Regions from separate parts of the Canis lupus genome. Here region 2 is linked to region 1. Evidence: chromatin contacts called from public Hi-C data. All regions are on one chromosome and are shown on one strand. The core of a region is the stretch at or near the end of the contact, and the rest is flanking DNA. Distances in the headings are between cores, read along the strand shown. Region 1 overlaps ANKRD42 (ankyrin repeat domain-containing protein 42). Region 2 holds the start of ANKRD42 (ankyrin repeat domain-containing protein 42).

Evidence for each region. Hi-C and Micro-C count contacts between places; a contact is called where the count stands out from the background.
Region 2: a Hi-C map of blood shows a contact between it and region 1, with 2.2 times the contacts expected there. The contact joins the promoter of ANKRD42 here to the enhancer-like site in region 1. A contact is called at or near these places in 2 of 9 Hi-C or Micro-C datasets (both in blood).

What each region holds. Positions count from the first base shown.
Region 1 is chr21:16,037,788-16,044,831 of UU_Cfam_GSD_1.0, forward strand. ANKRD42 (ankyrin repeat domain-containing protein 42) reads right to left here. Exons shown (of 12, transcript XM_038568467.1): 11 at 4,333-4,415. CCDC90B (coiled-coil domain-containing protein 90B, mitochondrial) reads left to right here. Exons shown (of 8, transcript XM_038568473.1): 8 at 1-238. Among named protein-coding and RNA genes, the nearest start is that of CCDC90B, 56 kb to the left of the region's middle. Within about 2 kb of position 2,439, at least 4 of the 20 cell types and tissues checked have an H3K27ac peak or open chromatin away from gene starts, as enhancers often do. A contact at or near this core is called in blood, where this site is marked.
Region 2 is chr21:16,107,631-16,114,334 of UU_Cfam_GSD_1.0, forward strand. It overlaps ANKRD42 (ankyrin repeat domain-containing protein 42), which reads right to left and starts at 2,289. Exons shown (of 12, transcript XM_038568467.1): 1 at 1,252-2,289. The coding sequence starts at 1,309. It overlaps LOC111091507 (a long non-coding RNA gene), which reads left to right and starts at 2,317. Exons shown (of 3, transcript XR_005375590.1): 1 at 2,317-2,523; 2 at 3,433-3,479; 3 at 3,934-4,483.

The sequences.
Region 1 (7,044 bases), core at 1,189-3,688:
TTTCAAAACCTGATTTGAGGGGAAAAAAAAGCCTTTTATCTTTATCCTTTTAATAGTTCATAGAAACTGATCCAGTTTTCTTGTGTTTGCTTGAACAAATGTATGTCATATAGAATTTCTTTGATGTCTGCTGCAAATTTAAAAACTGTTCCCAAGCCTACATGTTATTGTATTCAGCTTTCCTGGTAACTACTGCACAATTACCTTTTCATAGAAATAAAATCTTGTTAAAACAAAATTGTTTGGATTTTAAAGGCAACTTACCATATATAGAGATTGGGTTTTTTGGTAGTGACTTAAAACAATAAACTTTAATGTGTGCCCTAGTGCAACTGTATGACACTCAGTATGAAATCTTCAAGTTGCTATGTCTTGAGCTTTGAATATTACGTATACTTCTTATTTTTTTGATTGACAAAAGCCAGTTTATCCCTGCTTTTTAGAAACCCATCTTATATTACATAAAGTGAAGAGATGTTATGTTTTATTTTTTTATGATTCACTTAAATTCAGTAAACTTGTATTTGGTGACAAACTAGACTAGTTATATAAGAACTAGTCAGGAGTCGGTATGAACTTCACCGTGTTTGAAAAACAAATCAAATTTTATAATTCCCATTTTGTCAATCTGTAAGAATTTAGATGTATGTATATTTAAAAGTATGCAGTTTTTTTTTAATTAAAAGAAAAAAATGAGGCAATGGAAAAAGCAGTGGTCACCAACACTGAACTTAGTGATTGTCATTTTGTTGAATAATAATAGCCAGTGACTATACAAGAGGGAATATGCTAAATATAAATATAAACGCACTGTTTTTCTGTTTGTTTTTCCACAGCAGTCCCCTTAAGTGGTTGGTATTATCCCCTATTTGACAGCTGAAAAAACAAGCTACAAGAAGTTAAGGTCACACAGTTGTAACTTCACACAACTGAAGTTGTCAGGGCTATACAGCAGATAAGCCACACTCTTTTATTTTTTTTTTTTTCTTTTATTTATTTGACAGAGCAAGCACAAGCAGAGGGTGTAGCAGGCAGGAGAGGGAGAAGCAGGCTCCCTGCCAAACGGGGAACCCGAGACAAAGCCCAATCCCAAAACTCCGGGATCATGACCTGAGCCAGAGGCAGACATCTAACCAACTGAGCCAGCCAGGCACCCCAAGCCACACAGTCTTTAAATGCCGTGCTCTTTCTTACTCATTATTCTAGTCATCTACAAGTTGAGGCCTCTACCTCGAGTGATATATGCCACATTATGTTAAGGAAACAAAAATAGAAGTGAAAAAGATGTTAAAGAGATACAAGTAGAAATCTTTTTTTTCCCCATGCCTTAGATTTGTATTATGTATGTATGTATATATATACATATATGTATTTTATATATATGTATTTGGTCTTTGTCCCCAGTTCCTGGCACAGATCTCCTAAAACCCGTATACTTTCTTGATAGGGATAATTACCAACTTCTGTTTTCTTGGCACACAGCTCCTAAAATCCTTCAATCTCAATGATAAGAGTATGTTTTGTTTGTATGCTAAGATGACAGGAGGCTGGGAGCCCATATAGAACTTCTGATTGTGGACTCGTTGCCAAATAGACCAAGGAATGATTCCACATTGGAAATTTTCAGCCTCCCTGACCTCCCAACTCAATCTCAGGGAAAGGGAGAGAACAGGAGAGGAGCTGGAGGTTGAGTTCAGTTACCACTGGCCAAACCAATGAACATATCAAGGTGCTAGGAGGGTAGCACACCAAGAGGTCACGGAAGCTCCATGCACCTCTCACTCCACACCTTGCCCTATGCATCTCCATTTGGCTGTTCCTGAGATGTATCCTTTTTAATAAACTGGTAACAGTGAAGTGCTCCGAGTTCTATTAGTCATTCCAGCCAATTATTGAACATGATGAGGAGGGGGTTATGGAAACCCCCAAATGTACCGCTTCTTAGAAGTACTAATGACAACCTGGAACTTGTAAGAGAGTGTCTGAAGAGGGGACATTCTTGTGGGACTGAGCTCTTAACCTCTGAAGTCTGACACTAATTCTAGGTAGTGTCAGAAGTGAATTGTTGAACACTGATGATGTCCAGAAAATCCAAGAATTAGATTTATATAACCTGACAATAACATATATGTGAGTTATGATTAAGTACAGGTAATTTCAGGATTGTATTACAATTTTGATTCAGCTGCTATATTAAGACCCAAAAAAATATTCTGGTTTCAATAAAGAGGTTTAAATTCTCTCTTCCCTACAGTCCAGGTGTAAGCATGCTCAGGCTAATACGTTAGCAACATGGTATCAGGGCACAGGACCCCTCTTATCTTACTGTTCTGCCATCCCGGGTGTTGCCTTCATTCACGAGGTCCAGTGACTCACCACCACACCCACACTCCAGAAGCAGAAAGGAACAAGAAGTGGGTAAGCCTTTCTCTTTAAGGTCATGACCCTAGAGTTACATACACATCACTTCTGCTCAGACTCTGCTGGCCACAACTTGGTGTCTTAGCTGCAAAGAGATTAGGAGTTAGCCCTTATCCGGAACAGTGCCAAACCCAAGTAAATCCTAACACTGGAAAAACAGAGAGTACGTACTGGGGGTGACCAGGGAACCTCTTCCTCAAGGGTGCATGCTTCTCTGACAACACTCTTCTAGTGATTTCCTACCTCACTGGTACAGAGAGAGACTGGAGGTCTAGCCATGAGAAAACTGGAGCAAGTATAACAAACTACAGAGTTGGGATTAATTTTAGGGTCACCAGGCTGGAAGGAAGAAGGTAGGCTGTGTGTAGTCCCAGAATGTGAGAAACTGGATTCGGGAGTTCCTGTAGTGGTTAAGAAAGCAGAACTTTCCCTGCCAAGGTTAGAATCCTGGCTCCACGTGCTGTGTGATTCTGGGCAACTTACTTAATTTCCAACTGTATACAGTATTACCTGCCTGTCTCCTCCTGCTGTGGTGAGAATTAAGAGAGAATACATAGAAGGGACTTGGCACAGATCTCACACATAGTATGTACCAAATAAACGTTTTATTACAGATCGAAGGCTTAATGGAAAATGACAGAGAAACTAATAATCATATAAAGATTATCAAAAGGAAAATAAATAAGGCATTTTTTAAAAACTTGCTCACAGACCGCTGACCAGCCTGAACTGGTCTAGCACTCAAATTGATTCATGTCAGGGCAGACTGGTCCTGATGACACTGTCAGAACGGCCTTTAAACGTCCACAGGAAGTACATGCCAGGGCCCAGAGGGTGGGCAGTCTGGTGCGTAATGAGAAGGCTGCTGCCAGTGAAGCCCAAAGCCAACAATCAGATCTTCAGGGAGAGGCAGGATCTAGACAGCTGCCCCAGACAGTTGCATGTTGACAACATCGAGGAGGAAGTGGGTAAGAACGGAAGGTATGAAATCAGAAATGAAATGAAATGCGGTGGTGGTTTTTTGGTCAGCAACATCAGGTGGGGAAAAGAGAAGAAAGAATAAGAAAGCCATGTGTTTTTTATCCTGTCCAGTCAGCCTCGTTTTTATACTGCTTTCTTATAAAGCTGCAAGACAGAACAGAACAATGGTTGTTTTGTTTTTGTTTTTTAATTTGAGAGACAGAGCAAGAGGAGTGAGGTAGCAGCAGAGGCAGAGGGGGAAGCAGGCCCTCCACTGAGCAGGGAGCCCAATACAGGGCTCAATCCCAGGACCCCCAGAGTAGGACCTGAGCTAAAGGCAGACACTTAATCAACTGAGCCACCCAGGTGCCCCTAATGGTTGAATTCTAAACCAGATTATATAGGTATTCTTAGCAAACACATATTTTGGGGGCATTTTTCTTCTACAAGAGTGAATTGTTATTTTATATAAAACTTTCCTGAGATATTTGGTAGTTACTATAAAGATACCCTTTTCTAAAATTTACTCATCTTATATTGCATTTTTTCCCAAGTCCAGATACTTTGTAAAAGTCATTTGAAAAAAAAAAAAAGTCATTTGAAAAGTTAAAAAATGGTATGCTCTAGAAAGTAGAATTTTTAATGCCTACATTTCTCTTGATTACTAGACTGTACTACCTTATATTTTAAAGTTTGTGTGAATATTTGCAAAATTAATTACTCATAAATGTAAAGTCTTGCCTACATAACTATATAAAAAGTATACTGGGAGGGGGAGTACAGCTGAGTGTATATAATTTTAGCAATCCCTTTGATAATATGATGTATTTCTGCCTCCAGAATTGGGACAGATAAGAGTAACTGAGGAGAATTTGTATAGATTAACATATCAATTTAAAAATAAAAGAAAAATCAAGCAAGTTTATTTAAAGTTATTTCACTAATTAGTACCTTCTCACAAAAACTCCCCCAGAAGACACCTTTTTCTTTATTTGCCTCTTCTCTTTGCTTGACTCACAAGAAGAGTCATCTTCCTACAAACAAAGGAAAAGAAGGCCAAGTAAGATACATACACTAGACACAATTTCATCTTTCTACATTATCTGTTCCAAAAGAAAAAATTCAATACATTCAATTCCAGATTAAATTTCTCTTAGGATTTTTACGTAAATAAATTCTTAAATCTCAAGACCAGTACATCATATTATGTGCTGACTCACAGACTAGGACCTAGACACCTAGAGAAATCAACCAGACCTGTCTCTACTGAATACATCCCCAAAAAAGAACACCTCGTTATTTGTTTTGTTTTTTTTTTTAAGATTTTATTTATTTATTCATAGAGACACAGAGAGAGAGAGAGAGAAAGAGAGGCAGAGACAGGCAGAGGGAGAAGCAGGCTCCATGCAGGGAGCCCAACATGGGACTCGATCCTGGGTCTCCGGGATCACTCCCTGGACTGAAGGCGGCGCTAAACCATTGAGCCCCCTGGGCTGCCCCGTTATTTCTGCTTTTATCTTAGCCTAACACTTCTCAATTTACTGCTAACTGACGTGGGAAGAGCCCAAGGCTAGAACTGGTTTTCCCTGAGCTGTTGCAGCCCAAACCTTTACACTATAAACATAGTTGCTGTTATCAAAACAGTAATAGTTATTATCAAAAACTAGTTAAGTGCATTATATATGTCAAACTATCCTAAGAAACTACCCTGGGAAATTTTTTTCCTGAATAAAAATTATAACAGATTGTTTTACAGGGGAAGAAGTCTTAAAGGTACAGCTGAATGCAAGTATAGGTCCTGACCAGATGGTGGCAGGAGATTTAGGCAGAATTTTTTGAAGAATATATAAATGAGCGCTGACTCTTAAGTTCTTTTTATTTATACTTTATATATTTAGACTCCCAAATAAACTCCTCCTACTCTCAGAAGCACTGGTCTCTACACATTTATCTACTGACATTGTTTATTCAACTTGAATATAGAAAATGAAAGGAAGGAAAAAGGAGAAAAGGATATGCAGAAGGGGGAATATACTACTATGAATACTGGTAGATAGAAAATATCTCAGTATTTCCACATAGTATTTCGTTTCACATCAGTTCAGTCTCGAGAGAGAGGTGTTATCCCCATTTTAAAGATGAAATTGAGACTCAGAAGCTTTTGTACCAAGACTACAGCTGCCATTAGAGGTTGGGAACATTGCTCATTTACAAAAATTCAATTAACCTAAAAGCAGTGCTGCAAAAAATGATGGGCACAGAGGACAGGGACCTCCGTCAGCTCTCCTGAAAACCTACACACTGTTGGTAAAGAGCAAAGGTTTGAGGAGGATGTGCTGGAGAGTATGGAATCACATCCAACCCTGAAAAGAGACACTTTGGAGTAAGAAAATATTTTAAACAGCTACTAAAAAATAAAAGTTTTTTAGGTAGACAAATCAATTTGGAATGACTCAAAAGAAGGTGAGGCTTGGGTAATCTCTGAAAGATCTAGGAGCTGGACAAAACACATGTTCCTGTCACGGAGGTGGGGTCAGCAGAGTTCCTGCCCCAGGGTGAGAGGGAACAACTGGTTCGGACTGTAAATGGCAGCTGATGAAAGGTATGTGTCCACCAGTCCTCTAGCCAACACCCTGTGACTGTGTGGGCTGGCCTCTCTATACCAAAGTTTCCCTAGGGGCTGAGGGTGGTACAAGGTGAGCACTGCAAAAAATGAAGAGACTACGTTAATTATTATAACTAACTGCAACTCTTGGAAAATTAAGGACTGGTGAGATACCAAAACAGAGAAAGTGTTTGAATTTGTATATGCAGAGAAATACACATAAATGTTTGTAAATGGATAGAATGTTTGTCAAACACTAAGCCGACCAAACAATAGCTTCCTCTGGAGAGTGGGACTTGATGTGGGAAGCAACAACTGCTGTTTTTAACATTTTACAACAAGCACATAGACTATTTTAATATTTTAAAAGTGGTTATTAAAGAGACTAGGGATAAGTTTATACAAAATAAAAGGAGCCAGGAGTTGTTTTTTTTTAATTAATCAGATTTGAGGTGATACAAGTCTGAAACGAATTAATTCACCCATGATGACTGAAGAAAACATTTCCATATGGAAGGAAAATATGAAGCGTACCTGAATCCCTATACTGTGTCACACGAGATTCCACAAGGGCCACACCATGGCTATCTTCACTCACAGAAGAGAGTGAAAGTCATACAGTGTCCCCCCGGGTACTTTCTGCCCATCTACTCTGAGACTAGGTGGCCTGAATACAAGCACCACTGGGGATTTCTTGCTGTCACTTTCACTCTATTCCCTATACTCTACCTGCTTTTCTGTATTTATTCTTTGTATCTATTTCTCATATTCATTTCTTTTCAGCTTCCTTCTACAGTTATCCTTTTTGTCACTCAAAAGCATTTTTCTGTATGTCAGAGCCGTGTTCTGAATTCCAAATTCATAATTCTAGCTAGAAATTATGAAAAGAGCTAGGGGTATAGGGTCAAAAGCTAGAGATTAAATACTGGTCCCACCATTACTAGCTGCGTGAATTTAGACAAGTCACTTAACCTCTCTGAGCCTCAGGTTCCTCACATGTTAAATTAGGGCAGAAGAAACTTTGCAAAGGTGGAGTGTTACAAGTGTCAGCTTCCATT
Region 2 (6,704 bases), core at 1,039-3,538, 70 kb after region 1:
GCGGTTGAGCATCTGCCTTCAGCCCAGGGCATGATGCTGGAGACCCGGGATCAAGTCCCACATCGGGCTCCTGCATGGACCCTGCTTCTCCCTCTGCCTGTGTGTCTTTCTCTCTGTCTCTTATGAATAAATAAATCTTTAAAAAAAAAGAATTAAAAAAGTATATATAAAAGTCCTGTAATTTTGTTAAAGAATGGATTCTCAAGGATTAGCAGTAGTTTGCCAGGTAAAATGGGAACAGGGAAAGGCATCCTCGACAGCATGAACAGTAGGATGTAGTCAAGAAACCACAAAACAAACAACAACAACAACAACAAAAACCAACCATCCTATTGCTGAAGGGGATGTAAAAAGGTGTCCAGCTTAGTTACCTGAGTGGTGTGGTGCCATTAAGATAGCAGACATCAAAGGACAGAGTGGACACATGGATACAAACTTTGCATGTGATGACTGAGGTGCCAAAGGAAGAGTTTCAGAAGGGAGCTGTATATATGAGTCCACAGCAGATCTCAGTGTTCGGTGTCTCTGTTTTTTCTGATACCCATCCTCAACCCATACTGAAGCCAACAGCACTCTACTCTTTATAGTAATTATCCCACTAGTTATTATTTGCTCAGCATTTCTCTTTCCTCCGAGAAGGTAAGGAATGTGCCTGTCTTCTTCAGTGATATATCCTCAAGATATAGCAAAGAGTAGGCACTCAAATATTTACTGGATGGTTGAGCACCGTAGATTTCAGTAGGATTTAAGACATAGTTTTTCATACCAGAAAAAAGCATCAGGGATGGCATTATTGCGGGGGGGGGGGGGGGGGGGCGGGTAAAGACAGCATTTAAGGAGAATGTAAGAAAAGAGGATGGAAGAAAACTCATCTAAGGGAGAGTCAATAGAGAGTAAGGAAGAAAACTAGGTAAGTCTAAAGTCATCTCTACAGAGCCAAATGCTGCAGAGAAGCCAAGGGTCCCTAAGATTTAACAAACATTTATGTCAATCTGGGCAAGAACTCTCAGGAATAGTGCAGGTAGAAAGAGGGGTAAGCTGAAGTGAGGGAGGATGAGAAACAGATGAACAGCTTTGGGACCCACTTAAAATTGGTCAACTAAAAAAAAAAAAAAAAAAGGTCAACTAAGGAAAATTAGGAGTAACAGCTGAGAAAGGAAACTGCCATAAAGGGCCAACGCTGATGTGGGTGATGTGGGTGGGTGAACGCCCGAGTGTCAGAGGCCAGGGCGAACGTAGAGTCGGACTCACAAGGGGTTGCAGTCTCCCTAGAGAAGGTGGAGGGGCCTGAATCAGACACCCCTGGCATGGTGCGATCCCTCGGGCTCCGGGGAGGAGTCGAGTCCAGGCCCCTGCTGCTTCGGCGGTCTTCACTCGCTGTCACCCACGAACCGCTGCAGCGGCTGCCTTCGTCGTCGCTAGGACCCGGGCCGCGGTCTTCCCGGCTTCTGTCCCAAGAGCCCCCGCAGCGGAAACCCTCGTCTTCACTTTCTCTATCCCAGAAGCCCCGGAGGCAGCGGCTGGCGTCTACGCTGCCGCTCACCCCGGAGGAGTCGCTGGCCGCGTAGCCGCGGTCTTCGCTTACTCCCTCCCAGGAGGTGCTGAGGCTGTGGCCGCCATCGACGCTCCCTTCCTCCCAAGAGCCACTGAGGCGGCGGCTGCAGTAGCCACTGCCTCTCTCCCCGGGGTCGCTGGGCTGCGAGCCCCGGACTTCTCGGACACCCTCCCAAGGATCCCTGAAGCAGCGGCCGCGGTCTCCTCGGACCGGTCCCTCACAATCACTAGCCTGACGGCTGCCCACTTCGCTTAAATTCGGGTCGCTGCTGCTGAAGCCTCGGTCTCCCCTTACGCTCTCCCAGGCACTGACGTGACGGCGGCCACCATCTCCCCTAACTCTCTCCCGAGAGACATGGCCCAGGTCTTCACTGACCCTTCTCGAGTCAGTGCGGGAGAAGCCGGCGTCTTCACTTAACCTTCCCGTAGAGCCCCCACAGCGGTGGCCGCCGTCGTCACAGGTTCTTTCCGTGTCTTCGCCGGGACTCAAGTCCTGGTCTTCGCTAACTCCCTCCCTTAGCTGGCCGCCACGCTGGCCGTGTCGGCCGTTTATCCTCCACACGCGAGAGCTAGAGGGGCGGCCGCCGTCCTCGATTGCTACTCCCCGCGAGTCGCTCAGGCGGCGGCCGCCGGCGGCTGGTACCCGCTCCTCCGAGTCGCTTTCCAGCGTCCCGAGTCCAGCCGACTGGTGCCAGCGGCGAGGGAGCCGCGGCCTTGGAAACGGGTAAACTTCCGGCGTGCTGCGGTCATTTCCAGTTCCTCACGGCCTTGCGTCACTTCCGGCTTCTCCTCCACCTTTTCCAGGGCTTCGCCTCTGGAGAGATCGGATGGTGGTACGGGCCGGTGCTCCTGAAGTTCGGCTCGGTCTCACTCCCGGCGTACCGAGGCCCTGTCTCTCTAATGGCCTGGCATCCGTCGCGCCTTCCATGCCTCAGCGACGCAGGTGGAGGCTCCAGGACTGCGGTTTGCGTAGGTGACCTGTGTGGCGCGGGCCGGGCGGGGCCTTTCTTCGTCCTTGGCAGGCCTAGTGCAATTTTTCAGTGTTTGTTGGAACATTGGAGGAAGTGTGTGTTCTGACCCTGTTACGCACAGGTATGGAGAAAGACCCAGAGAGGAAGTTAGCAGCTGCACCCGCTCTCAGTATTGAATGCTTATTAGTGCCAGGCTCTTGGGTAATTGCTTGGTACTTAATTCTCACAATAATTTTATAAGGTAGGTGTTGTCCCTGGTTTGTAGGTGAGGCCATTCAAGGGGTTCGTAATTTGCTAAGACCAAACAGGTAAGTTGTGGGAGCCAGTATAAACACAGGTCAGTAGTCCAAAGACTGCTCCAAGGTTCCTTTTAGTGTAAAGTGTTCACTTTCAATAGTTTGGCCCAAATCCTTTTCTGCAACCGTATTGCTTAATATGTATTCATTCTTCCAGTCACTCCATTGAAAATACATTGCGGGGCGCTTGGCTGACTCAGTTGGTAGAGAATGCGACCGGTGATCTCAGGGTGGTGAGTTCCAGCCCCACGTTGGGCATGGAGCCTACTTAATAAATAAAAGAAAAAGAAACTACATGGTTCGGATTTAATTTAGCAGAGAAATTAGAATTATCTGCCCTCCAGGGATATCACCTACCTCGATTCCCCTTTTACCCTGTTTTTTTCCCATCCTTATTACCTTGCCGCACGTCTTGTTTTTAAACACATTTGGGAAATTCCCCTGAAGTACAGTAAATTGGCTTTCTTTAACTTCCATAGCCTCTTGTCATATTAGTATTAATAATCGTCATGTGGTGAGTTCATGAGTCTGACACTGTAATAAGCACTTTGTATTAATTTTCTTACTTAATCCTTAACCTACCAGAACAGTATGACTCTTCCTTTTTGCAGATAGAGAAACAAAGTACCAAAGTTAATTGCCTGAAGATTCACAGCTAGTAAGTATTAACTGAATTAGGTGTCCAATCTAGATCTTTGATTTTGCCATACTTCTCAAAGCCTTTGAATATACACAGCCCTTATTAGACTACTTATCACATTATATTATAATTAGCTATTTAGCAGTCATGCCACCTCCCCAACTCTGAGCTTCTGGAAGGTAGGGATTGTATCATTATTCATCTTGGTGCTCCTGACATTCTGAATACTTAGTTCAAGGGGAGGGCTTAGTAACTGTGGTTGTGGGTTAGCAGGTGGCTTGATGAGCAGTTGATTGGTGGATGAACTAATAAAATCATTAGTCATCTCAATCCCCTTATTTTTAGAAATAGGGCAGCTAAGGTGTTTTGTCTTGCCAGACATCTATTGAGTTATTATAGGGGCCAGTTTCTATGCTAAATGATTTGCAAAGAGTTTCAAACTTAATCTGTATTATTATTTCTGTTTTTACAGATGAAGAAACTGCTCACATTTGGCCAAGATCACATAAGTAGGAGGTGGGGAATTGGAACACACTCTGACTCCAAATTAATACAGTTTGTAGCCAGTTACATAATAATGGTAAAAGGCTTCATTTGTTGCTGTGTTATATGGATAAACTCACTGAGGGTTAGTACACCCTTAAAGGATACACACATGGCAGGAAGGATAAAAAAGAAAACTGAAACAGCAGAGAAGCAGAAAAAATAAAATCTCCCAAAATAAACTTGAGAGGGATTAAAAATAAAAGCAGATATTAATTAAATAAAATATAAAATTGATAACTGCTGTTTGAAAAGAACAATAAATAGACACTTAGCAAATTTAAAGAAGGAAAGAAAACAATAATGGAAACAAAGGAACATATTTCAGATATGAGGGACTCCCAAAATTAGAAGTGAGTCTCAAGTAGCTTTATACTAATAATCTTGAAAATTTATTTGGATAATTTTCTAGGAAAATACAGATTTTCAAAAATTGGCTGTAGTTAGAAAACCTTAATAAACTGATAATCATGAAAGAATATCCTGTATATCCTTGACCAAAGTCACCAGGAACAAAGCATAGAGAAGAATTGAGTATGTCCCAACTATGAAGGGAGCATAACCATAACAGAATCTAAACAAGGATAATGAAAATAAAAAAAAATCTCAGTCTCACTTATGAATACTCCGGTGAAAAACCTAAGGAAATTATGAAGCCAGCAGTGCATTTAGAAAATAATGTCATAACCAAATCGGGTTAATCCCACCAATACAAGAATACTCAACCTTAGTGAAAATTTTCTACATTAGTAGAGAAAAACTATGATTTTAATTGTTACTGAAAAAGCACTTGAAAAATTAGGATTTATTACTGATTTATTTAAGAAATACAATTCATAGGGCAGGCCGGGTGGCTCGGCGGTTTAACGCTGCCTTCAGCCCAGGGCCTGATCCTGGAGACCCGGGATCGAGTCCCATGTCAGGCTCCCTGCATGGAGCCTGCTTCTCCCTCCACCTGTGTTTCTGCCTCTCTGTCTCTTTCTCATGAATAAATAAATAAAATCTTTAAAAAAGAAATACAACTTATATTAAGCAAGGAACAAAAGTTTAACTGGATGAAGGGTATCAACCAGAAATAAAACACTTAATGTCATGATCCAGGCTATTTCCTTCATTCATACAATTCAACATTGTTCTGAGAATTTTGAGTCCAGTGTAATAATAATCAAAATAACTAAGGTATGAAATTAGGAAGAAATTAAGATAAATGATATTATCTACCCGGAATATCAGTAAGACAATATTGTCAGGAAGATGGTAAGCTCAGCAACATATAGAAGATTTTTTATAAACGATATAAACAAAAATAAATAAACTAGATATAATCAACTATTAAATGTAAACTCATTCACATTAGCAACAATGGTGAAATCTTCTAGAAATCTATCAAGAAATAAAGCCTATATTAAAAAATCATAAAACATCATTTATGGATGTTACAGAAGATCAGAACTAAGTGAAAAGATACACTGTGTCCCTACATGAGTAGGCTAAGCATTGTAAAGATTCTACTCAGATTATAAATGTGTTGCCTTTTAAGTACAAATTCTAACAATTTTTAGTGGAAATCAAGATTTTCTTTTTATCTGGAAAAATGTAAGTGCAAGATTAACCAAAATGTTTTTTTTAAAAGAATGAGAATTTACCCAAATACACATCAGAACTACAAAGTAGTGCTGAAATAGAACTGGACAAATAGTGGAGCAAACTGAAGTTCAGAAATAACCCCATGTATACATTTATTACAGAGATGGCATTTCAAATAGAGAAATATAGGCTCTTCATTTTCATATGCAAAAATTTCAGAAGAATTAAAGTGCTAAAAGAAAATACAGAAATTTGTTTTTATACATCTTAGTAAGGCCTTCCTAAGCAATACAAACCCCAAAGACTAGAGAGAAACAAATATTTAAAAGGCTACAAGGGGGTAGCCCGGGTGGCGCAGCGGTTTAGCGCCTCCTGCAGCCCAGGGCGTGATCCTGGAGACCCTGGATCGAGTCCCACGTCAGGCTCTCTGCATGGAGCCTGCTTCTCCCTCTGCCTGTGTCTCTGCCTCTCTGTCTCTATGAATAAATAAATAAAATCTTTAAAAAATAAAAATAAAAAAATAAAAGGCTACAAGATAATAGTACCATGAAATTGAGACCAGCAGTAGACAATGTTTATTATCAAGTCGGAAAAAGAGTAACTCTAGAAAAGCTAATTAGCAAGAAGAGTGATTAAAAATACCAAAAGCAAGAACACCGGAAACTAATGAATGTTCCATGTCAACTACAAGTTGAAGAGAAAAAAAGGAAATTAACAAAATTTACTCAAACATTGAAAACAAATGCTCTGCACATCACTATGATAAAAACTAAAAGTGGATAAAGAGTGTTGGGAGAAGTCTGAAGCTCCAGGTGGTGAGAGATTAAATTGCTGTGATCCATAAAGGACAATTTGGCAGTATCTGTCAAAATTCTAAATATACATTACCCTTGAGTTGGGAACTATCCAGCTGTAAAATCTTACAAATAACTTGTTCTCTTGGAGTATGATAGTCCTTGCAACACATTATGGTTGTACATAGACAACCCATCAGTGAAAGAATTGCTAAATTATGCTACATTCCTATGAAATATTACCCAGTTGTAAAAATGAAGATCAACATCATTAATCAACATGGAAAAAAGAGTAAATGAAAAAGGCGAAACATGCGAT